Regions from separate parts of the Astyanax mexicanus genome. Here region 2 is linked to region 1. The links are chromatin contacts, called in public Hi-C maps. All regions are on one chromosome and are shown on one strand. The core of a region is the stretch at or near the end of the contact, and the rest is flanking DNA. Distances in the headings are between cores, read along the strand shown.

Region 1 (5,487 bases), core at 882-3,381:
ATGCACCCTGTAGGATTTGTTTACGACGAAAGTAGCATGTTACTCCCAACTACACACACGCGGCTGAGCGCTGAACTTTTTTTTTTTTTACCAGCCACCATGTTTTAAAATGTCTATCATCGCTTGGAAAGCTTAATGCCTTCAGTGAGGACAACCTAATACAGTTTTCCCTCAAGGTTGCTTGAGAGTCTGGTTGTTTCATTATAGCGCGATTCCAGAACAATTCCGCTCTTCTGACCTGATTTCGGTCACTTTCCACCCTGAACCACGCAGTTCTTTGAGAATCTGCCATAAACCATATCCTACTGCAACTGAGTTCAAGAAAAACTCAGAATGAAGTGTTCACATTACTCAACCACTCTGACAATAATCGCATTATTCACAATTCCAAAGCGGAATAGTAGACGAACCGTGTGTGTGTGAATGGGGAAAACCCGAATTGTACATTGTAAATATTATATAATTGAGAATACAGGTCACTTGTATTACTATACTGGGGAAATCAATAGCAATATTGATGAACAAATAAATGAATAAATCTCTTAAAGCACCGCATAATTGTACCATGTCTTTTCAAAACATCTTTTGGAAAGAAAAGTAGCGGCAATGCAGTATAAACAGGCTACTTACAAATCCGTGCTTGTCCGAAATGTTGTTGGTCAGCTTGAGTTTATGAAATGCGACAGGCTTGGCCATCCACTGCTCTCCCGTGGCAGGGCTGTCCGGGTGGATGTACATGCGCTTAGGCATCTCCGGGTCGGCCTTGCCCGCCACCATCCAACGTGAATTGTGGAACTTATAGCGGCAGTCGTCGGCAGCGACGATGTCCATTAATAAAATATACTTGGCTTTTTTATCCAGTCCATTAATTCGGACCTTAAAGGGTGGAAACATCCTCCTGTATAGGTGAAAGGCGTGTGTTTATTAACGTTTGTCAAACATATTATTTTGTAGCAGCACATTATATTAAATTACATTAATAACTGTACAGAAACAAAAACATTTTTGTTAAAACAGTATTGTTGTATGATTCATAATTCTCACCAAAACGAGTTAGTCAGGTTCATACATTTTACATTTGTATACTTATTTACGAAAATAAAATAATATATTATATAAATATATATTCATAGAATTGTATATATTGAATGTAAATATTTAAGTGGCAGGTTTTCAACAAAAAACAAAATCTCCTCTTTCGAATAAAGCAATAAAGGCTGAAATACGCTTTTCTTCAGAGTTCAGAATTCAGAATGCAGAAAACTCCACTGCTTAGAATGTGTAGAATGTGTTCCCACAGGCCTGTGAAAACAATGCTAAATCGTTTTTTTTTTGTCCTAAAGAACTAAACCTATCACTTGTGTGTGATGTGACTTCCACGTTGCGTGTCCGTGTAGCGAACAGTAAAAGACCATACGGATGTCTGTGTGGACAACCTTCAAGTGCATAGTTTTTTTATACTCTCGCTTTATTGATTGATCGCATATACAGAAAAGCGTCTGAAAATGTTAAAAGCAGGAAAACGAGAAATATGGGAGGCAAAAAACGGAGATAAAACGGGGATATAGCGATGAATGTAGGGCCTAAAAAAAAACAAAAAACAAAAGCAAACGTTCCCAAGTAATTGTGTAAACTAAATGTTAAAGTGTGATCTCAGTATAAAAAGCGACATGAAATTACCTTCCAGATTTCGTAATAACCATTTCAGTTCCTAATTTGTGGAACTGGTCCCATAGATCCTTGGCTTCCAGTGTGACTTTCGGGTCGTCCTCCACCTCCTCCTCGGGCTCGAGGCTCTTAAGGCTGCGGAGGTGAGCCGCCTGATGGTGACTAAGCGCCGGGTGCAGTCCCGGCTCGGCGGCCCCGGCCAGCGCGTGTTCCGGGATGGGCTTGGTAAGCGCACCGGGAGGCAAAGCCAGCGCGGGGAAAAAGGAGGGCTGCGCGGCCGCCAGGAAGGCTGACATGGGGAAGTCGGTGGGCCGGTGAGCGTGGAAAGGGTGGTAAGCCATGGCAGTGCCTGAAAAGACTGGATCTCTCATCGGTGCATCCAAAACTCGCTGAGGGGAAACGGGATCGGGGGCTGAGCTGTTGTTTTTCCTCGCGTATTCCAGAGGAGCGGAGCAGGATCTCCGCTTTCGTCTTGCCGAACAGCAGCGGGAACGGGACCGAGAGCGCGGGGTAGTAGGCTGGTCCTATTTCTCTCGATCGCGTTGCAAAAAGGCGACGGAGGGACGTGGAAACGCGTGGAAAAGAAAGCAAAGGAGGAGTGGTGTTAGAGGAGACACTCCGAATACTACTACCAGTCAAAGTGAAGACATACGAGGATTGTACAGCAAATTTTAGGGTTTCCACTTTTTCCCTCCCTGCTGCTGCTGTCCTCCTCGTACCAAAAATGACCAAGACCCTTCTTTTCGATGCAGATTGGCCATCCGAACTCGAGCACCAGACCAAGACAACTCGCTCACATCCAACCTCTGTCCGAGTGCAACTGTCTCTCCCACGTCCTTCCTGCTTGGACTCCCAACTCTAATGAACCAAGCCCCCTTGATTGCTGATTTTACGCTTTCTGGACCAATTGTGGCTCTCTATAGGCGTGGTTTTGACAGCTCGGGCCAGGCCTGAGAAGGGGGGGTGGATGAAGGAGGTGAAGGGGAGGGGAGGAGGAGGGCGGACGGGAAAGGTGTCGGAAGCATTAGCAGTAAGAAAACATGTCAACAGAATAAAATATTAACCAATGACAGCGCGGCTCCAAGAGCTCCCACCCCCGCGTGGAGGAGGCCGGGCAGCGCGCGGAGGGTTGTTGAAGGCGGCGGACAGGACGGCCGCCTGCCCCGCGCTGTCTGATCCCCAAACCCTCACCTCCATATCTGCCACGGAGCTCGAGCACGAGAAGCCAAAAGAGCAAAGTGCGCTTTCTTTACTTTACTTTTCTTTTCTTTTCACCATGATGAAGTAAAAACACACATACACACAATACGACCCTCCGAGCGAACCAGCTAAAGCTTCAAACCGCTCGTGCACCACCAGCAGCGGATTCACTTCGCCAGCGGACGCGCGTGTTTACAAACACGTGAAATCGTCTCGAGCGCAGCCTATATGGTTATAAGATCACTATTAGATCACTGAAAACACTGCGGCGCTCCGTGTCTCCAGGGCTGGAGACTCAGAATAGACGACTTAATCTTTAATAAGTCTCGTTCGTCCAAATGATCAGACAATCATTTTGAAACGAGAATGTGATTCCTCCTGCAGAAGAGGAGGAGAAGAAGGAGGAGGACTAGAGGCAGAAGAACCCGGGAGCGACGCGGGGATGGAGCGGTGTTGGAGCGGTGTTGTTGGAGAGCAGCAGCGGGGTGGAGATCCACCAGCTGTGGGTGAGTTTATTCGTCTTTTTTAGGCTAACCTGAGCTAAACTGTTTGAAAGCATGGGTGGACCTCCTTGAAATAAAAATGCAGTTTAAACTTATTTCTTAATTATTAACATTGAACACACAAAAATATTTCCTTTTTCATTTTATTGTAATATTACTAGTATTATTTTGGAAGTAAATACAGACAGTCTTGCGCAACTCAAGACTATTAGTATGTTATTAATAACCTACGTATTCTATTACTGAAACAGTTGTGACAGTAGTAGTCATTTTCTCATGAAATGCACATATATTGACATAATGTCTAATATACGCTTTAAGGGTTTCTCTTATGCTGTACATTGGAACAGATTTCTACAGAGACATTTCTCACATATTTTCACACATATCTAATGTATTTGTTATTCACGTATAGTTGTGTATATAGCTTTATACTAGTCGCAGGTATGTATCTAATATGATACGATTTCTTATAGGCACATATTGGGAATAGTCGTATATAATAGTCGTATATAATATTGATAAAGCTCAAATCGACTCTAATGTTTACTAATACACAATAATAATACATAATAATTATATATGACTTATTATATATGACTTATTTCATATGTGTTATGTGTAGAGGTTACTTTTGATACACCTTCAAATGTATTCTCATATGGTGTAATGAGCTTCAGGTAGGAGCTTAAACGAAACGTTTTACCAGCGTTTTATACAGTCGTGCTAAAGTGTGATAGGACTAAATATTTAAATATTTATAAATGTTTGGCACAGTTGTGTAGTACTTCTGCACTGTACGGACTAGTATGTTTAGGGCTTTCTGCACTATAGGAAGGGGTGTTTGAGTGTGTATGTAGTGTATTTTTGGATAAAAAAAAAAAAAAGTTAAAGCTGAAAATTGATTTTTTGAAAAAATGATTTTTAGAATTTTCTTAAAGCAGTTGAACACTGGGACACTTTCCCTTCTCAAACTGGGAGCTGCGCTCAAAAAGAAAAGATTGTTAACCTCTACAGCCACACTGGTACACATACTGTACACCAAATACACGCAACATACGCTCCACTTCAAACACCTCAAACACCACGCACCTCGTCACGCATCACAACACTATTCAAGTCTTTAGAACTAACTACACAAAAACATTTTATTGATCAGGTTTTTTTACATTTTACACCAGTGTGTTAATCGGTTTAGCGTTTAAAAACACTAATTTAGTATATCCTAGCTTCGTTGAAAAAAAAAACAGATACACTGAACACAAATAACCTTAAACTAGCAGAAATAAGAATTACAGGAAAAACAAAAAAGTAGAAAAGCTCTAACTTTAAATTAATAATAATTAATAATAATAACAATACGAACACATTACAACATTATTATTATTGTTATTATTATGAGTATTATTATTTTATGCTGACATGCAGAGGAGTGAAATTAAAATATTTAGAATATTTAAATATTAAGGTGTGTGAAGTGTCAACATATACAAACATACACACACCTGTTGCTGAACGGCTGAAACATAGAGCGCAAAGAGCAAACTGCATTCAATCAGCTTCCAGTAAAATGAGTTTGTTTTAGTTACACTAATACAAAATAGTATTTTAATCCGTGATACGATACTAATATACTGCAATAAAGTAAACAAACCACGTTGTTATAAAAACGTTTTCTGGAAAACGAGCAAAATGCAACCAACCTCTTTTTTATACAACCTGAATGAAACGTAGTGTAAAGTAGAAAATAGATCCTTTTTTATATCTGATTTATCTCCGCGTGTACCTGAGACTGAAATAAACTTTAATTAGGTTAAAACATCCGATTCAATTGTAAGATAAACTATTAAAAACAAAAACAACAAAAATCATCTCATCAATTTCTTCTGTTTTGCGCGTGTATGTGTAAACTGCGTAATTTAAGAAGGGTCAATGCTCGTTAGACCATATAAGTGTACCAAATTTAAATCATATGAAAGAGGTTCAGTCATGTAATGTAAACAGCCAATGTCAACACTCCTTTATTAAAGCTAAAGTGAGAAAAGCAACTTTTTCTTGTTGTTATTTGCTTTTAGATAAGATTATTATTAACTAATAAATTGATAAGGGCTCCTGT
Region 2 (5,149 bases), core at 1,567-4,066, 390 kb after region 1:
TTATGACACAAACATTATCATTTATTTACAACGTACACATTATTTTAAAGAGAAAAACTATAAGGCACATCTAAAATCCTTTAAAATGCCTTATAATCCGGTGCTCCTTATGTATGAATTATACCAGTCAGGTATTAAGGAGCAGTAAAGCCACTCTGAACACTGAAGTACAGAGTTATAGAGGAGTTTCAGTGAAGTTTCTCCAGCACTAAGGCTGGAGCAGTATTAGCATTAGCTGCTAACCACACTAAGCACTAGCTCTTTCAATTCAGCAATCTTTGTGGCCTCAGTAGTGGGGGTATGGCCAGCAGAGCATAGGGACTTTTCATTTATTCGCTTTTATATTTTATGCCAAAAGAAGGGAGACAAGGATTCATTTTCCTGCAAATATTGTATTTTTTCATAATAATAAGTACAATTTTAACTTCAGTTAGTTTGTAAGATTTATGAAATGTACCAGAATTTTATCCTATTAAAAATACAGCTTAAATTTATGTACTTATGGACTTCACTGACCAAAAAGAAGCATATTTGTAGTCCTATAATTACAGAATACTCCACTCATACCAGCACAACACACAATAATACACAATAATACACAATAATACACACTAATAAACACTAACACACCATCATGCCAGTGTCACTGCAGTGCTGAGTATTACCCATTACCCAAATAATAAATAATAGCAGCTCTGTGGGGTCCTGACCACTGAGGAACAGGGTTAAAGGAGGATAATAATAATAATGCATACAGAGAAACAGAAACAGGAATACAGCTTAATTATCGAACTAATCAAATAATAATACTATAGTATTATATAATACAGCTCTATGCTTCTAGACTCTAGACTGTAGACTGTGAAGGACTATATGGAAACATAGTGAAGAGTTTTTTCTATAGAGGTTTAGGTCGTATTAACCAATAAATCAATGTATTAAAAATAATTGTGTGGATAAACGTTATATAAAGTGCCTGGAAAAGAACATTAACACTAATAGTGAGAGAGGAGACGTCTCACAGTGTGGTGAGAACTTCAGTAGGCCAGTCGAGAGCCTAAGGTCATGAGAAGTGTCAAAAAGGCATTTCCTCACGATGGGAAAGAGAACTACACTTCATCAAGCCTGATAAAACGACACCGCCTGATAAAGCAGCACCAGCTTTCACATGAGAGAGAGCGAGAGAGAGAGCGAGAGAGAGAGAGAGTGAGTGTACTGGTCATTACTACAGATTTCTACACACATTTATAGACATTGTGTCACCAACTGGCCAATCAGTTTCTCTGATTTTACTATTTATAGGTTTATGTTTGAGTAAAATGAACATTGTTGTTTTATTCTATAAACTACAGACAACATTTCTCCCAAATTCTAAATAAAAATATTCTCATTTAGAGCATTTATTTACAGAAAATGAGAAATGACTGAAATAACAAAAAAAAAGATGCAGAGCTTTCAGACTTCAAATAATGCAAAGAAAACAAGTTCATATTCATAAAGTTTTAAGAGTTCAGAAATAATCAATATTTGGTGGAATAACCCTGGTTTTCAATCACAGTTTTTTTCATGCATCTTGGCATCATGTTCTCCTCCACCAGTCTTACACACTGCTTTTGGATAACTTTATGCTGCTTTACTCCTGGTGTAAAAATTCAAGCAGTTCAGTTTGGTGGTTTGATGGTTTGTGATCATCCATCTTCCTCTTGATTATATTCCAGAGGTTTTCAATTTGAAAAAAAAAAAATATATATATATAAAAGTAAATATTGTGATTATTATTTATGGAATAATGGCCTAAAATGATTACATATTTTCTTAGCAAGAGCCTATATCAAAAACAATGCACATTCTCTTTAAAATAAAAAACTTATAATCAAACGTTATAAAACAAGCAACTTAAGATCCTGCAAAATTCAGCAATTTAGCATTTCCATGTTGAATAATAATAATAAAAAAAAAAATAATAATAATAATAATAATAATAATAAAAAGAAGAAAATAAGTAGAAGAAGAAGATTACAAAAAACAGTAAGTAATGATGTTAACTCAAAGACCATAAAAAGGTCATAAAAGATCTTAGAAAGTATGTTTTACTTTATTCTATTAACTACAAATACATAAAACAGTGAACTAAATCATACTATTGTGCAAAAACATCATAAAACTCAACTAAAATTATGGTATTTAGAGCAAAATTCTGTGTTTCCATATCAAAAGCTGTGGGAGGAGTAGCGTTTAAAAAATCAGGAATATAATAATAATAATAATAATAAGAAGAATAAGAATAAGAAGAAGAAGAAGAAGAAGAAGAAGAAGAAGAAGAAGAAGAAGATTACAAAAAACAGTAAGTAATGATGTTAACTCAAAGACCATAAAAAGGTCATAAAAGATCTTAGAAAGTATGTTTTACTTTATTCTATTAACTAAAAATACACAAAACAATGAACTAAATCATACTATTCTGCAAAAAATGTGAAAAATAATTCCATTCATATTGTAAAACTCTCGACTCGTGTGTGTTTAAGGCAGAACTAGAGGCGGATACGGCGGCGTTTGCTCTTAAGAGGAGGTCATTCATAAAACTGTGCAGAAATGATGTTATTTAGAGCAGCTCAGAGGAGCTGCAGCTCTTCTGCTGGATTAGATTCATATCAGGACAGAAGTGAGCAGCAGATTTCTGGCCTTCAGAACTGAGCTCTTCCTCCTGCTGCACCGAAAACCTGAGAACACAGCGCCACACCCAGGCCAGAGCGGGCGCTGCACTGCGCCTGTGCTCGGTCCTGCGGCTTTAACACAGCACAGGATCAGCGGCGCAGTAAATCAGCGGGACCGCGGCTCTGAACCGGACCCTGCATTAAAACCAGCGCAGGGCTTTGATGCTGCAGCTGATTGGATGCCTGATGTTTACTGAGCAGATGAGCGGCACTTTATCTTTAACAGCCAGTTGTCTTAAAGTTGCAGAGAGATGGCTTTCAAGAGTGTGTGTGTGTGTGTGTGTGTGTGTGTGTGTGTGTGTGTGTGTGTGTGGAGAGGAGAAGGCGGTGTGTGATTACAGAGAGTATGTTGGTCGGCCCAGCTGGAGCAGATCAAATCTGCTCATCTGACTACAACTCCCACAAACACACAAATACACTCAAACACACACACACACACACACACACACATTACACATACACTTGCACACACACACACACACACACACACTTGCACACAAAACACAATCGCACACAATCACTTACACTCCCTCACATTTAAATTAAACATACACTTGCACACGTACACATTCACATGCATTCGCACACTCGCACACACACTTGCGCGCATACACACAAAATGACACACACACGCACACTCACTCGCACACAAACTTTCGCACACAACACTTGCACACTCACTCGCACACAAACTCTCGCACACAAACTCTCGCACACACACAGAGTGACACACACTCGTACACTCACTCGCACACAAACTCTCGTACACACACACACACACTCACTCGCACACTCACTCACACACAAACTTCTGCACACAAACTTCTGCACACACACAGAATGACACACTTGTACACTCACACGCACACACACAGAATGACACACACACGCACTCACTCACACACTCATACGCACACAAACTCTCGCACACACACAGAATGACACACACGCACGCACACTCACTCGCACACTCACTCGCACACACACACGCACACACACACGCACACTCACTCGCACACTCACTCGCACACTCACTCGCACACTCACTCGCACACTCACTCGCACACTCACTCGCACACTCACTCGCACACAAACTTCTGCACACAAACTCTCGCACACTCACAGAATGACACACTTGCACACTCACTCGCACACTCACACGCACACACAGAATGACACACACACACGCACACTCACTCACACACTCATACGCACACAAACTCTCGCACACACACAGAATGACACACACGCACACACACTCACTCGCACACTCACTCGCACACACACACGCACACTCACTCACACACTCATACGCACACAAACTCTCGCACACAAACTCTTGCACACAAACTCTTGCACACAAACTCTCGCACACAAACTCTCGCACACAAACTCTCGCACACAAACTCTCGCACACAAACTCTCGCACACTCACTCGCACACTCACTCGCACACTCACAGAATGACACACACACACTCACTCGCACACTCACTCACACACTCACTCGCACACTCACAGAATGACACACACACACTCACTCGCACACTCACTCACACACAAACTTCTGCACACAAACTCTCGCACACACACAGAATGACACACTTGCACACTCACTCGCACACTCACAGAATGACACTCACTCGCACACTCACTCGCACACTCACAGAATGACACTCACTCGCACACTCACTCGCACACTCACACGCACACAAACTCTCGCACACAAACTCTCGCACACAAACTCTCACACACAAACTCTCACACACAAACTCTCACACACAAACTCTCACACACAAACTCTCACACACAAACTCTCACACACACACAGAATGACACACACACAGAATGACACACACACACACGCACACACTCACTCGCACACAAACTTTCGCACACACACAGAATGACACACACGCACACTCACTCGCAAACTCATACGCACACAAACTCTTGCACACAAACTGTCGCGCACACACAGAATGACACACACGCACGCACGCACGCACACTCACTCGCACACTCACTCGCACACTCATACGCACACAAACTCTCGCACACACACAGAATGACACACACACACACGCACACACTCAATCGCACACAAACTTTCGCACACAAACTCTCGCACACACACAGAATGACACACACACGCACACTCACTCGCAAACTCATACGCACACAAACTCTCGCACACAAACTCTCGCACACACACAGAATGACACACACACGCACACTCACTCGCACACTCATACGCACACAAACTCTCGCACACACACAGAATGACACACACACACACGCACACACTCAATCGCACACAAACTTTCGCACACAAACTCTCGCACACACACAGAATGACACACACACGCACACTCACTCGCAAATTCATACGCAGACAAACTCTCGCACACAAACTCTTGCACACACACAGAATGAC

Evidence for each region. Hi-C and Micro-C count contacts between places; a contact is called where the count stands out from the background.
Region 2: a contact with region 1 is called in a Hi-C map of muscle, with 18 times the contacts expected there. The contact joins the enhancer-like site here to the promoter of tbx2b in region 1. A contact is called at or near these places in 2 of 3 Hi-C or Micro-C datasets (both in muscle).

Annotation. Positions count from the first base shown.
Region 1 is chr18:433,489-438,975 of AstMex3_surface, forward strand. It overlaps tbx2b (T-box transcription factor 2b), which reads right to left and starts at 2,132. Exons shown (of 7, transcript XM_007258875.4): 1 at 1,681-2,132; 2 at 631-898. The coding sequence starts at 2,039. It overlaps LOC111193726 (a long non-coding RNA gene), which reads left to right and starts at 2,719. Exons shown (of 2, transcript XR_002650656.2): 1 at 2,719-3,374.
Region 2 is chr18:821,250-826,398 of AstMex3_surface, forward strand. The region is part of intron 15 of bcas3 (BCAS3 microtubule associated cell migration factor); the gene reads right to left. Among protein-coding and RNA genes, the nearest start is that of bcas3, 130 kb to the right of the region's middle. Within about 2 kb of position 2,817, the one cell type or tissue checked has an H3K27ac peak away from gene starts, as active enhancers do.